Linked DNA regions of Mus musculus: region 1 is linked to region 2. A link is a contact called in public Hi-C data. All regions are on one chromosome and are shown on one strand. Each heading gives the region's core, a stretch centred on a gene start, on an enhancer-like site or on the middle of the called end of the contact. The rest is flanking DNA. Distances are from core to core; before and after follow the strand shown. Region 1 overlaps Ercc6l2 (excision repair cross-complementing rodent repair deficiency, complementation group 6 like 2). Region 2 has its middle 21 kb from the start of Ercc6l2.

Region 1 (5,373 bases), core at 698-3,197, 93 kb before region 2:
TCTTACTTATATCACTAAAACTTTAAATACAGTGTACTGTCTTTACAAAGATGATTGCCATTAAAATTAAACTTCAGTATATAAAAGTTAATCTATATAAAACCCTTCTACAAAGGAAATTGCTCTGACGTAGGTTGGCCAAACCAGTCTTCCTATCTACCAATAATCAAACACTAAATTTGGAAATTGTTTACTTCAAAACCTCCATAAATAATTGCTTTGCAATAGCTTTGATAAGGCTATTGAATCATTATTGATTTTTCGGATTTACCTATAAAATGTGCTTCAAAATATAAAACTGCTATTTAAGGCAGACTAATGCATATATTCATGACTTGTGATTTTTAAATTATAAAAGACACGTGAGGACAGGAACTAAGAAGGCACTTGTGTAGGGATGTGTTCACTGTGCACCTGCCCTTCTCTCTCACGCTACATAAGAGCATGCCCAGTTGAATCTTATGCATGTTGTACAAATCTGAAACTCAAATCAACCCTTTCACACTTAGGAAGAAAAAACAAAACAAAACAAAACAAAACAAACAAAACCACACACACAAATAAAATCTCCAAAGCAAAACTTGAGAAAATAAATGAGTCCACACTAGGTCTTATCAGTCATAATTCTGAACAACTCACTTCTTACTATAGTTTTAGGCTTACATTGGTTATATACCATGAAAGTTATTTATCATCCTGTAACAATATGAAACAGTCAAATGTCCTTGGATAATCTGGATCTTATCTTTTTAGTATTCTTTTTACATTCATTTATTTATTTTGTACTCACATGCCAAGGCATGTGTGTGGAGGTCAAAGGACAACTTTCAGAGTCAGTTCTTTTTTCTATCACAAGGTCCCAGGGTTGCTGGCTTTTACCTGCTTGCTAAGCTGTCTCACTAGCCATCATTCCTTTAGTAAAGTACATGATCTGTAATTCAAAGCAATAGACCTAAGTCAAGGGCCTTACTTTTACTCAAGCAACAGTTTTTCAGTGCAGACTCAACTAAAAAAAAAAAGCTACAGATTTTCCAATATGAAAAGCTTAAGAAAACTGTAGATAGCAATCTTTAATGTCAGTATACTTTCAAAGGAAGGAATCCTTCTACCTTACAGCTCTATGATCACATTTGCATTTTTCTGTTTATTCGGCCACATATGGAATGTGTATATTAGAAAACAGCACTGTATAGTTCAGGGAATATTTATTAAAAAAAACCCAAAACCTCCTTTTATTAACATTAATTAAAATGTAATATAAATTTGAAGGTAAACTGCTAAAGAAAGGTTCTTACATAGAAATGAGAATTTGACAGGGAAAGGCCCTCTCATAACCACATCCTGTAACAAATGTATCAAGAGTTTAAAATCCAGGAGAGTAAAGAACTGTGGGTTTTTTTTTTTCTGTTTTCTTCTTTTCTTTTTAAACACAAGGGTTTTCAGTATAGCTGCAGGAGGCCTTAGAACTAATGATGTAGTCCAAGCTGGCCTTGAACTTGGGTACTTTTGCTTCGGCCTTGTGGTTATACAAGCTTGCCACCGTGATGCTAACTTTTGAAGATAATCATGAAGAGCCTTGTGGTTTAAATGAAAATGGCCCCTCTAGGCCCATAGGGATGGGTACTACTGGGAGGTGTGGCCTTGTTTGAGAAAGTGTCACTGGGCTTTGGGGTTTCTCTCTTCCTGCTGCCTGCAGATCCAGATATAGAACACTCTTCGATGCTGGATGCTGCCATGCTACCTACTGTGACAATCATGAACTAAACCTCTGAACTGTAAGCCAGCTCTAATTAAATGTTTTCCCTTGTAAGTGTCGCTGTGGTCATGGTGTCTCCTCACAGCAATAAAACCCAAACTAAGACAAGCCTCTAGTTTCTATTTTACAGAAAAGGTATTATGGATAATCTCTCTTGGGACTAATTCTGGAGACACATCCATAGCCAGCACACAGAATCTCCCCAGCTCACCTCATCCTACACATTGCAGAGGAAGGCTGCTCACAGTGGTGCACAGACAGGATAGCCTGTCTGTGGCAGGTTACCAGGAACTAGTGAAATCTTTGACTAGGTAGATGAGGAATGGATCTGGCTATGGCGCTGGTTCCTTTTAGGGCACACAAGAAAAGTGGATACCAGTCATACTGATGTCCTAAATCCAGGTGGTTAGCCAGTAATGGGAAACTGGAACTAAGTGGAGATTTTCAAAGGCAGTGGAAAGTCATGATGGTAGAAGGCTGAACTCAGAAAGCTGGTTCTAAGATGAACTGAGGGCCTGCCTATGCCAGTAAAGTCTGGGGCCTACAACTTGTTCCCAAAGCTAAACAGTTCTAAGCACACTCTAAGGTCACCATCATGTGTGGCCCTGCCTCTCCATCATCCTGATCACACCAAGTATGCCACGAAGAATACAAATCAAGTGTTCTTTCAGTTTCTGTTTTCATCAAGCCTTAAACTGTGAAGTCTGAAGCAGCAATGTTTTGTTTACACATCTGTTCAAACAAAAGACTTAAAAAGAGATCTCTTTGGTTAAGGGCCAAACTGTAAGCACACACAAAGGCATAAATTCGCTTATCTTTGCAATGCAAGGAACTGGGAGAGCTATCAAAACAGACAGAACAGTGAAAGAAAATCCATGCAAATGGCAGCTGGATCTAAAGTGATAAAACTGTTTAACGATCTTTGGGCAACAGTGAAAAATATTCAAATTAATTATGCAAGGTTATCATAAAGTAGGGTCTCTGTATTCAACAAAAACCTAAGGCTAAAACCTACTCCTGAACCTTAAACCACTGTCTAGGAAAAAACCAACTGGTTAGTGGATTGAACCCAAATATATACCAAAGCCACATTTTCTGCATATGTTCAAAACTGACAATCAGGCCTGAAAACACAAACATGTTGTGAGAGGAAGAGGGGACTGAAGTTGGAAACTCTAGCTCCTTTCCTCCCAGAAGGTACAATAGCTGCAATCTAAAGCAACTTTATTTTGTGTGTTGGCTTTACGGCAGGATCCTAGGCTAGCCTAAAACTCATCACGCAGCATAGGATGGTACTGAACTTACAATTCTGCTTGAGACTCTGGAGTGCTGGCATGATATAGATGTGCATCTCCATACCCAGTCTGTAGTAAGAAACTTCACAAAACTTGCCTGGCAGACGGCTCAGAAGACATAGGTGCTTGCTTCTAAACCCAATGACCTGAGTTCAATCCCCAAACCCCACACAGTGGAAGTAGAAAACCGAATCCTTCAAGCTCCATGTACATGTAACACACACACACACACACACACACAGACACACACACACAGACACACACACACACAGATACAGATACAGATAGACACACACACAGGGGGGGGGAGGGATACATGGTAAAACACACACACTAAACAAATGTAAAAGAAGAAGGAGAACGAAAATGAGAAGGGAAGAAGAAGGAGGAGGAGGAGGAGGAAGAGGAGGAGAAGAAGAAGGAGAAGAAGGAATTTCACAGAACTGTGGGAGACAGAGGATGAAGTCACATTGTAGCTCCATACATAGGCAGGCCATCTTCCTTACTCAATTCTCTACATGCTCCTTTATTAAGCAGGCTTCCTTTGCCAGCACTATGACCAACAATGATGTATAGTAAGCACGCATGCTGCTCAAACCTGACTAATTGTTCTGCATTACCTGCCACCATGGCCACTTTAATCTGAGCAGCTCAGTTGAAGGAGTTTTACTGTAAAATGGTAGTAGGGATCTGCTTTATGCTGTATTTTAATGTGGGATTAAGTAACAAGCATGTGCTGAATGCCCACTCTCTGTTGCTGTTGCTAAGTGGTGGTGGCCATGTTTAGAAATGTATGTTACTGTCTTTGTCTTCAAGTCTTGTAACATACATAAAGAACAGACACACATGAGGTCACGTTACAGGAAATTCACATCACGTCGGCAATGATGACCTGCATTGAGAAATGTGAATTGGAAGACTAGGTCTGGTTGGAGGCATGGGGTTACACACAAATCTGAGAGTATTTCCATGTTTAAGCAAAGCAAAGTGTTTTCCCTCTCGTCTTACACTACTGTCCACACTGAGGCTTCTGCTCTCAGTGTGTAGGGATTTCTGCACTAGAAAGCAGCAGTAAGCATACAGTTGGTATCCGCTAATTTAATTCTGGCACCATCTCTCCAAGACTAGCGATTCCCTGACTCCAGATGCCAATTGTAAGCCTCACTTTAGCACAGCTGTGCTTGTTAGAGCAGCTCACAAAACTTGAAAGCACTCACTTCTGCTCACTAGTTTATTACTGAGGCTATTCCACACACGGAAGCAATATGCAGAGGCAAATTTGTGGGGGGTGTGGTATGGAGCACCCATGCCTACTCTGGGTGTGCCACACTACAGTAACCTCCACATGCTCAGCGATTCAGAAGATCAAAACCCACTCTCCTTGGGTTTTATGGGTGTTTTACTGCACAGGCATAATTACTAGCAGGCTGAATGGGGACACCAACGAGGCCTATCTACTCCACTGTTCTTCACAGCCTCTTCCTCTAGGAATGGGACAGGACCCTTCCAGAATGAGGGTTTCAAGTCAGGGAATTTCTGTAAGTTGGCCCTAAGACAAAAAAGTGTTGGTGGAAGATGGGTATCTAGAACCCACTTTGGAGAGGGCATTATGAGCCAAACAGTGACCAAAACCAAAACATGTGTGTCAGAATATCACAATTTCTCATCCATATAGAAGGCTCTGGTCTGTATACACTCAGTGTTATCGTTGACTAAGGCAATTTCCGGGAAAATTATAAAATTGTTCATAGAAAAATGATTCAAACCACCTAAAGTGTTTAGAACACAGGTAGGGGTAAGACTTGGTGGGTATGTCTGCTCAGCAAGTACAAATGGCCTGCATTTATCTCCCTTACTGAAAACCAAACCAATTGCAAGACAGACACCTTAAGACCAAAACAGGGTCTGAAGTCACTAGACCTTGACAAAACTAAACAATTTTTCTGAAAAAAGTATTTATTCAGATATGAACTATATATATCATTTTAGGTTATTAAAACTGAGTCAGATACATGCTACTTAGAAAATCTAAGCTTATTTGAAGGTTATTTCTTATAGGCACCTAAAGAATGCTGAAAGTAGGAAAAACTGTGGCCTTACGGATAAACCCTCAGGGATTATCTCAAACCAAGCTACTGCTCTGAAACCATATATATATGTGATGAACATTACAAAGAATGAGGATGTTGTATTTATATTTGTAGGCATGTGTGTGTGTGTGTATAGCAGTAACAAGTAAAGAAAAAAAGGCAATGATTTTGAGAGGGAGCAAGGAAGAAACAGTACATGGGGGAGATTAGAAGGAGGAAAGAGAAGGGGGAA
Region 2 (5,356 bases), core at 2,434-4,933:
ACACTTTACTCACTTATCCTACAGAAGACTATATTTAAGTATAGATAACCCAAGAGAGAAACATAATAAGGTAAAAAGATGACCTCCTAACAGGAAAAGAATCATTCATTTTTGAAGGCTGGTGAGATGATCCACTGAATTAAAGTCTTTTGGCACCAAGCCTGACAACCTGAGGGGACTCCTACAACCCACATAGTGGACAGGGCAAACCAAAATCCATAAACTATCCTCTGCCCTCTATCTGCCACACACCACCACCACCACCACATACACAAATAATTTTTTAAAATGTAAAGAATCATTTTAATGTAGAATACCAAATTCTCAATAAGAAGGGAAAAAAGGATGTCTTAAAATAATACAAAGAGTTTGCATATAAACAATGCAACTCACTACTTGACTTATTGCTACATATTTTGCTAACAAATCATTCGGCATGGAAGAAGCCATGTGTAATGTTGCACTTGTATGTTAAGAAACATAAAGATTTTTGCTGGATAAGGGTCTTATTTACATGCAATGATTTTTTTTAAAATGTTGGTCAAAATGGCTGTCAGTAAAAGCAAGTATTTAAGACAGATCTAGAAGACTCAGCTTAGAATTCATACAAAACATACCCAAGAGGTAAACCAATCCAATGACATGATGACAAAATAATCAAATCATTGGAATGTGAATCATACAAAATAAAGCCGTGATTTACGAATTCAGTATCATAAACAAAATATATGTGAGAGAGCATTGTGTGCTTCAGTACTGGAGAGAGCATTGTTCTAAATTAAAAGAGACTGAGACAAAAAGATAAAAGCCAGTATCTAAAACTTGACTTTTTAAGGAATATCACACTGTTTACTTTATAAAGTGCATTACAGACACTGGAGGAAAGTTGACTGTGGCTGGGGAGTAGATAACATTACAAAACTATTAGTAATTACACAGCAGAACACCCAATTTTTAGAAGCTGCTCCTGAAATTTAGGGTAGAGTGTCAGAAAGTCTGCAATTCATTTTCACATAGCACCACTAAGCATACATGTTCACACACAGGCACACATGAAAAAATATTTATTTTTTAGTATATAATGTTTGAATTTAGATGGTAGAGATGTGATGATGTGAGCCTTTGGTTGTGGTTTGTTGTTTTGTCTTTCCATTTTTTGACATAGTAAAAATGTTTACAGTAAAAAATAAAATAAAAAATATTTACAGTCAAAATCTGGGGAAAATATAAAATCATTTCTTATAAGATAGTTCCAGAATGTCTAGAAAAGCTCTGAAGAAATTCTCTTTATGAAAGATACAGAGCTAAGCTCAGATCTCCAGCTAAGGTGAATAGCCAATGACCAGGAGGTGAGAGGGTTAAGAGGAATAAAATGCCCTCCATGAGTCGGATACTAGGATGAAGCCCGCCATTCTGTACAATTAATACAGAATAAAAAAAATGAGACAGCACCCTGTACAAGCAAGTTAGTCACTTCTAAATAGAAGTCCATGAAAGTAACTAAATCCTTAAAACTTAGGCAGTTAGCCTTAAAATATCAGTTACCTGCATGTCTAAATAGCTTGTATTCTCAGGATGAAGAGGATGCAAATACTCTAGAGGACCATATACCTTTATGTTCATGAAGGTCAGTATGTTTTTAATTATTTTCAATGTTAAAGGTTTTGAGCCTTTACAAAACCTTAGAAGAAGATTGAGTTGAAGTTCTGAGCTAGTGACAGCTAACAGGTTTCATGAGCGGAATGCCTTGAGTAACCACTGTACGGCTTCAGTAACATAGCAAAGAAGTAGATGAACTTACCGGAGTAGTTGAGGGTCACATTGAACTTGTGTCTGGGCATCTCTGTAGTACAGTGGTGAGTGCAGAATGCTTCCCACTGCTGTATTTTTAGAGCGCAGGCTGAGATAGACTCCCAAGCAGCATGTTCTACCTGTTCAATGTGAGGGTAAAACACTGGGCTGGAGAATCTGTCTGCTGAGTGGTGGTGGCAGTACTGCTCTCTCTACAGCTGCAGTCGGCACTGGTTCACCTAGGAGTTAATAGAGTGATGGAGGAGAAGCTGCTTATTTGGAGAATTTGGCAAAAGGCAGCCATGTGCCTTTATAATAAGGTTTATGCATCAACTGAGTTATCTGCTATGGCCTAAATTTAACACAAATTATTAAAAACTAAGTAATTTGTGTTAAAATGTTATTATTAATTTCACACGCAGCACTCACTTATTTTGTTTTTAGTCATGTTCATCTTCCTCTGTGTTTCCTTTTATTCTACTACCCCTTGTATGTTTCTTTTTACTCTGCCCCTTCACTTTCAATCTTTGTTTTAAAGACAAGATCTCACTATGTGGCAAGGCTGGCCCTGAACCTGTAATCCTGCCTCAGCCGCCCAAGTGCTGGGATTACAGATGTGCACCACCATGTCTGTCTTTTAATATGTGCTTTGAAAATCTCTCATAGTTCACTGTAATTTCCAACAAGCCCTAGGATCGTCTGCCAATGCTCAGTCCTAGTCCCTCATAGCTTTGTCTTATACTTGTACTCTCTGGCACTCCCCAAGTGCTCAGACGATCTATATCTGCTTGCAAATGTACCAGAATTAAATACAAGATTCCCCAGGCAACTGAGAATAGAAAACCTATGTTTTAATCTCTCTTCTATTGCTAATAATAAAATACCATAGTTAAGTTAGTAATAAAAAGAAGTTAAGAACTAGGCAGAGATGCACCCCAATTATTTGGGAGACTGGGGTATAGGGATCACAAGGCCAGCCTGGACTGTACAGTCGAATCTGGTCTGAAAAGAGAAGTGGGAAAGGGAGATGGACAGTAGAAGAGAGGAATGGAGGGAAAAATGCTTACTGTGGCTCACAGTTCTGGTCCAAGGTCAAGGAGCTGTATCTGGTGAAAGCTTTCTTGCTGGCAGCATCTAGATGGTGCAGGGTAGCACATGTTGAGAAACATGTGTGTTTGTGTGTGTGTATGTGTGTGTGTGTGTGTGTGTGTGTGTGTGTGTGTGTGTGTGTGAGAGAGAGAGAGAGAGAGAGAGAGAGAGAGAGAGAGAACTAGTCTCTCCCTCTTTCTATAAAGCTGCCAGCATTAGGTCAGAGTCTCCACCCTAATGGCTTCATCTGACTCTAATCACTTCACCAAGGCTCCACCTCCAACAACAGAATCAGATTGTTTCTACTCTCTTACTACCTCACAATGGGATTCAATTTCTACAAAAGGTTTTACATGAGCTAAATGACATATGGCAACCCAATATAACTACTGGCTTTCAAGTTACCTTCAACAGAAGCTGCTTTCCACATCACACATCAAAGTCTGTCTTTCATTCGACTGCACTCAGACACACCAGGCACATGGCAGCTTTTCAGCTTCCTCCTCCTCGTAAAATTGGAAACACACATAAACTCTGGATCACTAAAAAAAGGACATCTTTTAAAAACTCCTGTTACGATAGAAAATCGTAGTCACTGGTCTTCTGAGGGACAGAGACTGGCAAAAACAAGCACTTGGCATTGATGGACAAACGTTGTAATTTTCAGAAGGAAACTTTCTCAGAGTAGACTTACTAATTATAATTGAGGAGAAATCACCTGAAGGAAACATCTACATAGCAACTCATTTCTTCTACTAAAAGTTGTCAAAGTGGAGAGTCATAATGAGATTATTTATCAGCAGTGAGCACGGCACTGAGTCATACAGGGAGCATCTAAAGTGGACTTTCCAGAAGTTGCAAAGCTTGATCAGTAGAGTAAGGAGGGGAGCTTTCCCTCCATGGTCAATACACTGCCCAGAGGCTGATAAATTGATAAGTCAGGCAGGGAAAGCAGAGCATCTTTTCCTCAGAGATACATCTGAGAGCGGATGGTTATGTTTTCCTCTTGTTTCCAAGAATGTCACTATGTGTGCAGATGCTCAGTGTACAGGCACACAAAGAACAGTCCCTTTGGCTTCCAACACCGCCTCTTTCCCTTTCTCTTTTTCTTATGCTCCCCATGCATACATCACATCTTCTGTGGATCATCCACAGTTGCTGGATAGCTGTGTGATTTTATTTCAATCTTTTCCATATTATTTTGAGCTTTCTATTGTTATGGCCTTAAGCTCAGTTCTGTCAAGAGGTAAGCCTGTGAAATGTATTCATTTTTGCTTCGATTTTTCATCTCTGATTCATTCTTAGGACCTCCCTTTCTGCTTGCATTAGCTATTTGTTCTTACGTGATAATTGATGGTTTTTTGTGAGAGCCTTAAAACATTTCTACATGGTTGCTTTAAGTTTTCAAGCTGCTGATCCCAGTATCCAACCATGTCTGAATTTGGTGATAGTGCCTATTCCGGATCCATGTTTGGAGGTTTTGTTGTTTTAGTTTGGGACTTTATATATGCATGCATGCACATAGTTTTATATTTTGCTTTTTAATGTAGCTTGTTACTTTGTTTTTGTTGAAAGCCTGTCATGAAATAGTCCTTTAATATAAAATAAAAGAAAGAAAAGTAAAAAAGAAAAAGAAAAAAATGGTCCTTTATTGTAATGAAGGTATTGTAAAAGCTATCTGTGGTCCACTGTGCTGTGCTGTCTTCTGGTGAGCCAGTGCGCACCCAGGCTGTGACCATGCAGTGCTTTTCAGAAATGCCCCATGCTTAGATGGTCAGAATGTCTACAGAGGTATAATAATGGATGTATTCCTTCTCCTAGACAGTTAGGTTCTACCAAGCCTGCATCTGGGCTCTGGCAAATGATCTCTCTTGAGACAGGCCTTATGAGTGCTCTGACTCATTTTAGGCTTTCTGTTGAAGCACACAGGAACTTCCTTCAGCCTCACTGTGAGAATCAAGGTTCTCTGGTAAAGACTTAAAGACATAAAACACACACAAGTGTGCTTGACCGCTTGGAGCTCCTAATTTCCAGACTCATCTATACTGGTGGATTTATCATGTTTATGAGCCTGGTTTCCTACTTCAGCCCTGGGAGTTGCAGTTTTGCTTATATCTAGTAGGTTGTGTTCTCTAGACATAAGTCTTCTTGTTTAAGATGTCTTAGTTTGGTTTCTGTGCTATGATAATGGGAATACCATTATGGTAATGGTGATCCATTACCAAAAGCAATCTTGGAAGTTCTAAGTCAAAATGTGTTTATATATCCCAATCACGGTCTTACCATTGAAGGAAGCCAAGGCAAGAACTCAGAGCTGGAACTTGGAAGCAGGAACTAAAGCAGAGGTTGTGGAGTAGTACTTACTGGTCTACTCAGTCTGCTTTCTTATGCAACACAGGGCCACCTCTCCAGGGATGGGACCACTCACTGTGTGCCAGGCCCTCCCACACCAATCATTAAACAAGAAAATGCCTCA

Evidence for each region. A called contact is a pair of places that touch in the nucleus more often than the background predicts.
Region 1: a contact with region 2 is called in a Hi-C map of regulatory T cells, with 2.8 times the contacts expected there. The contact joins two enhancer-like sites. A contact is called at or near these places in 2 of 484 Hi-C or Micro-C datasets (Th1 cells and regulatory T cells) and 3 of 9 other capture datasets (adipose tissue, liver and pancreatic islet).

What each region holds. Positions count from the first base shown.
Region 1 is chr13:63,882,850-63,888,222 of GRCm38.p6, reverse strand. All of the region lies in intron 17 of Ercc6l2 (excision repair cross-complementing rodent repair deficiency, complementation group 6 like 2), which reads right to left. Among named protein-coding and RNA genes, the nearest start is that of Gm46423, 21 kb to the left of the region's middle. Within about 2 kb of position 1,947, at least 43 of the 459 cell types and tissues checked have an H3K27ac peak or open chromatin away from gene starts, as enhancers often do. A contact at or near this core is called in Th1 cells and regulatory T cells, where this site is marked.
Region 2 is chr13:63,791,873-63,797,228 of GRCm38.p6, reverse strand. No RefSeq gene overlaps it. Among named protein-coding and RNA genes, the nearest start is that of Ercc6l2, 21 kb to the left of the region's middle. Within about 2 kb of position 3,683, at least 15 of the 459 cell types and tissues checked have an H3K27ac peak or open chromatin away from gene starts, as enhancers often do. A contact at or near this core is called in Th1 cells and regulatory T cells, where this site is marked.